2 separate regions of the Zea mays genome follow, and region 1 is linked to region 2. The links are chromatin contacts, called in public Hi-C maps. All regions are on one chromosome and are shown on one strand. The core of a region is the stretch at or near the end of the contact, and the rest is flanking DNA. Distances in the headings are between cores, read along the strand shown.

The links. Hi-C and Micro-C count contacts between places; a contact is called where the count stands out from the background.
Region 1: a contact with region 2 is called in a Hi-C map of leaf, with 6 times the contacts expected there. The contact joins the promoter of LOC100280761 here to the promoter of LOC100193483 in region 2. A contact is called at or near these places in 5 of 25 Hi-C or Micro-C datasets (bundle sheath, ear, leaf and 1 more).

The regions. Positions count from the first base shown.
Region 1 is chr10:90,010,483-90,013,394 of Zm-B73-REFERENCE-NAM-5.0, forward strand. It overlaps LOC100280761 (RNA-binding protein 8A), which reads left to right and starts at 1,507. Exons shown (of 4, transcript NM_001153682.2): 1 at 1,507-1,857. The coding sequence starts at 1,593.
Region 2 is chr10:89,625,208-89,628,446 of Zm-B73-REFERENCE-NAM-5.0, forward strand. LOC100193483 (MYB transcription factor) reads right to left here and starts at 1,498. Exons shown (of 3, transcript NM_001138598.1): 1 at 1,239-1,498; 2 at 930-1,059; 3 at 1-824. The coding sequence starts at 1,371.

The sequences.
Region 1 (2,912 bases), core at 257-2,756, 390 kb after region 2:
AGAGTCTGGTACTCCGACATATTGGCCTTGATGAGAAGCAAGTTTGTGCCTCAACTTCTATGGTTTTTACCACTTCTTCGTGGTACATATTATAGTCGCAGTACATGTTGCGGAACCTGATTGTGGTATTTTAGATACAAATGTTAGTGCCCCTGAGTATCTAATTATGACGTTCCAGATTATTGTATATGTAAATGAGGAGACGAAATAACTTCATATAGAAAATAGTAAACATGTTGGAGAATATTTTAGAAACATATTTTAATCTTTAAGGAACACAAAATCAATTGCCTCGTAGCATTTTGGATACCGTTGAAGATGCCACTAGCTGATAGGCAAAAGCAATTGGTCGATGTGGTGTCTTACCTGTTCTAGGGTTTGGTTGGTTCAATTGTAGATTTCTAAAAATCCAATTCTATCTATGAGATGTGAGAAAGCTGCTATGAGCTAACGATTGTGAGAAAACTAAAATATGTTTGGTTGAAACACTCTCAATTGTAGATAATATCGATGACATGAATCTAAAAATTTTGGGGTTGAAAGTGATTCTACATTGAACTAGAAGAATATATAGATTTTAAAAAATCTATTATATTATTGTACCTATTTAATTAAGATTCTAGACTTTTTTGACTGCCAATTTGGTTCAGGAATTTGAACCAAACACACCTCGAGTACTCACATGAAAACTGAGATGCCTATCAGATCAGAGTAGAGATGTCAATGGAGACCCGATACCCGCCAACCCGTAGGGAATTCCCCTATTAGGGTACGGGTATGGGACGAAAATTGTCCCATGGGTATGGATATGAGACAAAATCTCCATCCATTGGGTAAACGGGTATGGGTTTGGGAAGCAATAATCCGAACCTGATTACCCATAAGTATTTCATACGTGTACACCTGTCGTGTTTGTATGAATGAGTTGAGGCCGAGCCGACCACTAAGCCCAGCACGACAGCGCACCAGGCCCCAGGTGCTAGCCCAACAAGGCAACTAGCAGACTAGTAAAAAACAAAACTCTAAAATAACCAGTCATATGCTACACCTTGCCCAAACGACGGTGACAACCATGGATTCTCAGGTGCCAACAACTCAGATGGTGACCAAGGAAGGTGAGAAAACTCCATTTCTCCATTTCTTTTATCGGTCCCGACGTACTTATGTCTTTTCTGATGGATGAATGAATGGATCATGATTCATAGATGCGTGCTTGTCGATGTAGTGATGTCTGAAATCTAGATTGTTTGTGCTATATGTTAGTACCTAGTTATCACTTAATTGGGGATGGAGACCCATTGGGGACCCGAAACCCGAATGTGAATGAGTATGTGATGAGTTTTGTACTCATGATGAGTATGAGAATGAGTATGTGAATGGATCAAACATGATCGGGATGAGTATGAGATGCTATAACTCGGTGGGGAATTTTCCCATTGACATCTCTAGATCAGAGGCGTCTTACAAATGCTAATAATAATATCTCAGGGGTTACCTTGAAAAGTCGCCTAGCAATTCCCGAAATCCCCAAAAGTCGCCCTTCCCCCAACCCTATCCAACCGAATCCAGCGGCGGCGGCGGCGGCGGCGGCTATGGCGGCGGTTATGAACGCCGATGTGGAGGTGGTCGACTTCGACCTAGACGACGACGACCTCATGGACGAGGATGCCGGGCCGGATCCAGCGCCGGCCCCCACCTCGCGTCTCCGCTCCACCATCGCGGGCGACGACGCGCCGCGTAGGACCAAGGGCCGCGGCTTCCGCGAGGACCCCAACTCCTCTGCGCCCCGCGATTCGCGCTTTGGCGCGGGGGGACGCGCCGACCTCGACTCGCTCGGCGGCCCGGGACCCATCCAATGTACGCCTTCTCCTCTCTTTCTTTATTTTCTTTTTTTTTTCCTCAAAGGTTTGCTTGAACTGCTAGCGTTTTTTTGGTAACGTATTACTGAGGCAAGTAGGACTGTTTGATTCTCAAATTTGTTATGGGTGCCTAACTGCCTGTGTAGTCAGTATTTGTGTCGCTTCGATGTATTGCTTTCTCTGTCTGATGAGCGGATATGGGGTGTTCGAATAACCTTAATATTTCTCATTGATCGGTTAATTCCATGGCCGACTTAGCAAAACTTGTTCCGATGTGGAAAAGATCGATTTTTTCGCAAGTAATGTGATGTGGGGCTTTGGGTGATCTAGTTGCTGCAGTGAATTGTTCTATGGGTTTTGTCTAGGGAACTTAATCTCAGGTTACACCTTACCCCGATATTAATAGTGATAGTGATGGGTCGAGGGTATAATAATAAATTCAAGTGTTCTACTTTTTTTTTTGTAGCTATACCAAGAGAGTTATTTTCAACCTGACTACTGTTATATGACATTGTTTATTTCTGTAGTTCTAAAGTTTTGGTTCATGTGAGGTCGCAATTGAGCTTCTTTGTTGTTTCCCTTGCATCAGTTGGAACTTTATACAATTATTCAATCACAGCTCCTAAAATCTTCCCTCTAATTCCTCTTTCTTAACTAGCCCAGCCTTATCTATGGCTTGGGCTGGACGGACACTTGGAATGGTGCTGTTATTAGTGGCATTTGGAGTGCTTGGCAAAGAGGTGGTCTCACACTTGCTGCAACATGGTACGGACATTTAAATGTTCAGTCCACGAAGGGCTGAATATTACTATATCATAAAAACACAAGGATAAAGCGCTGGATGAAAGGCTTCAAGACATCATTCATCAATGCCTGGACCTTGGAATGTGGCTAGAGCGTTGGTCAGCGGGAAACTTGTTGTGGCCCAGGTGGGTACGAAACGTCGTCTTGGTGATGTCACCAAAGATGGTACTCACTGTGCAGGTCAATCTTGGTGAAGAAACGAGCGCCCTTCAGCTCATCCAAGAGCTCATCAACCACCAATATCAAAAA
Region 2 (3,239 bases), core at 248-2,747:
CATGGAGCAAGTCAGGCCACTTAAGTTCCTCTACCAGGTGAGCTCTTGTATCTTTTTCTTGTCCGATGTCTGTCCATTGGAAGACACTGTTCTCCAGAATTGAGCTCGTGCTCTGTGGTTCAAATCCCATACTGTTGCTTCCTCTGCTCCCAGTACTGCTACTGCTGCTAGGATTAGTACCATCCCAGTAGAATGAATCTACTGCAGTACTTCCAATGCCAGTTCCTCCATGTCGAGAATTATCAGGTGGAAGATTCAGCCCCATTGATGTAGAGAGGGCCGATGGTGAAGCTGGCGGCATCACTGTAGAAATTGTGCTGCAGTTGAAGTCACTCTGGTTGAACCAGAGTGAATTCATATTCGCCCCATCGCCACTGCCACTCTCACTGTTGTAGCCTAAAGGCTGTTGGAAAGGGAAATAGAGAGTTTGGCCTGATGAGCGGCAGGTTGATGGACTCTCGTGTCCAGCAGTAAGCTGCTCCAGGAACAACTCCTTTGGTGGCACCTTAGGGCGTGCCAAGTTTGGAGTTTCAGCGCGATTCTTGTCATACACGGGCATCAGCATTGATGATTGAGCCGTCTCGCTGAGGAGGTGGCTCAAGTTTCCCAGAGCACCAGCGCTTGATGGGTTGATTTCGCTGGACCCTGAGGTTCTCTCGGTGCTGATGGTGGGAGCTGCTCCGCTGCGATCAGCCTCAGTAAGGGGCTTGTGGGTGTTGGGATCAATGCCTTTCTGCCTGAGCTTCTTCTTGATGCACGAGTTCCATAGATTCTTGATCTCATTATCAGTCCTCCCTGGCAGCTGAGCTGCAATTTGAGACCACCTTCTCATGGAAAAGTGAAGTGCTAATATCAGCTAAAATTACCAACTGCTGCTTTGCATGTATGCAGTCTTGAATTCTGATACTATTTCTCAGGCTTAAATTTACCTGTTTCCAAGGACAGCGTGCAGCTCAATGATGAGGTCTTCTTCGTCTTGGGAGAATGCCCCTCTCTTGAGGTCTGGCCTCAGATAGTTTATCCACCTCAGCCTACAACTCTTTCCGCACCTTTGGAGCCCTGCAACAATTTGTCTTCTCGAATTTAGGTAATTGAACTGACCAAGAGGTATTTGAGAGACAGGAGAGAGAGAGAGATTTCAGTTGGCAACTGGAACGAGAAAAATGCAGAGGAAGAAGGGGAGAATTGAGAGTTGATAACTGAGGACCAAAGGGAAGAAAAAAAATTGTTGTACATACCAGCGAGTTTGGGAATAGAACTCCAGCAGCCATGGCCATGCTTTGTTATGTGGTTCATGAGTTTCTCATCCTCCTCGGGGGACCAGAGCCCCTTTCTCAACTTTTGCTTGTAGCAGCAAGAATGCCTCCCCATCTCAACGCCAATGCAGAACCTGTGGGAGCTCCAAATTCACAGAGCTTTACAGGTCTGTGGAATGTATATAGTCTGTGATTATGCACGGCGAACACCTTCTCTGGTGGCACGAAGCTCCTTCAATGACCGATGGTGGCTGAAGGAGTGGGAAATTGCAAAGGCTGCAGCGACTTATATAACAATGGATGGTTGGGCTTCAGCTGAGGCCAGAATTGAGCAACTGCATGGTTGCAGATAGGAAGATTTCAGTGGAATGCAAGGAAAGGTTTGTGGGGGGCACTCCTCTCTTTTTCTCTGCAGGACAGCCCTTTAGCACCTTCTTTTAAAGGTGGTGGTGGAGGTGGTTGAGGGCTTGTGCCAAGGGAGGTTTAGCCCTTCCCTTGGTTTTGCTTCCGGCTATGTGTGGGCGTCTGTCTCATCATCTCCTAAGAATCTATGTCTGGTGCCAAAACCGGTGGGGTAGCCCCGTAGCCTCCTCCACCGATATTTTAATTGTCGTGACCTTTGTGCAAGAAACTGTTACATTAGACCACCCAGGCCTGGTGTGTTTCTTCGGGCACAAGCCAGTGAAAGTGAAACGTGTCTATCGGAGTTCACATTATTAGGACATGGGCTGATGCTATTGCTGCCATGGTGAGTGACTGTGACCTTTAGCAAGGCAGTTTTTTTCTTTCTTTCTTTCTCTCTTTTCTGCAGCTACTTCTGTGTCACGGGTGCTCCATGCACGGCAGAGCACACAGCTGGGAAGAAGCGCTGTCCACCTTTCCTCTGTTGCTAAATTGCCTAATTAAGACTCGTTGTGTGCTAGCTGCTGCTCGTTTTCGTGCGTGCATGTGCACCTCATTTTCTTCTCACCTCTGCAAGATTTTATTCTGTCAGACCTAAGTGCTGTCCTTTTTCTTCTTCTTCTTCTTGCTTTTCAGGTAACTCACCTCTGCAAAATTTCTCTTGACTAATGTACTGGGAACGAGCTAGTCAATGGGCGTATTATTGGTGGGATCTTTTTTTGCTAGGAGTGTTTTTTATCCATGATTCCATGCATGATTAGGATTGTAATAGCATGGCACCCTTCTTGTGCCCCATGTGACGGCGGATACTCGTCGCCAGTTAAAGAAACGCGGCACGGACCAAAAAGGCCCTGATTGGTGAATTTTTCTAGTCTTGTTTCCAGCTGATCATTTTGTCCTTTGATTCCCCATGCAACGGATCCCATCCGTCCTGGAGCCTTGCGTTGTCTGCTGTTGCGTGTAGTGTGGCATATATAATATATTGTCATTTCTGAAGAAGATTGTATCTATATATATTATTTGTTCTGGAGATTTTATATGCTAGCTATCAAGTGTCGTTGTTTGAATTCAACGGATGAATAGATGCTCCTAGAATCGATGTCACCATCTGTTCTTCCTCCATGCAGGACATGCAGTTGAGCCAGGGAAAAAAGGACTGTCAGGTGAAGTACCAACCTACCTACCTACCTTTTGACTGTAACCGCTAGTGCGCACTTCCTTTTTTTTTTTGCACCCCAGAGAAGAAGTGCTCATTCGTCCACTCCAGAATCTGCACTGGGTGTACCTACAGGTTATGAAAAAAAAATCCCTGGGTTTATAAATGCTAATCTATCACATAGTTTTGTGTGTGTGTGTTTTTCTTCCTTTGCCGAAAGGTGATTATACTATTGGATTGATGGACGGAGGTGGCATTATTCTGATGAGAGAAGGGAAGGCGGGCGGCGGCAGCGCAGCATGGCAATTAGCAAGGCTGGCGCAAGAAGATCACGGGGAAGGCAAGTTTGACAACGGGGGCATCTTTTTCTGGGGTCCCCAGCAGGAAGCATATACAGGCCCACCCCTTCCCTAGTCCCTATGGCA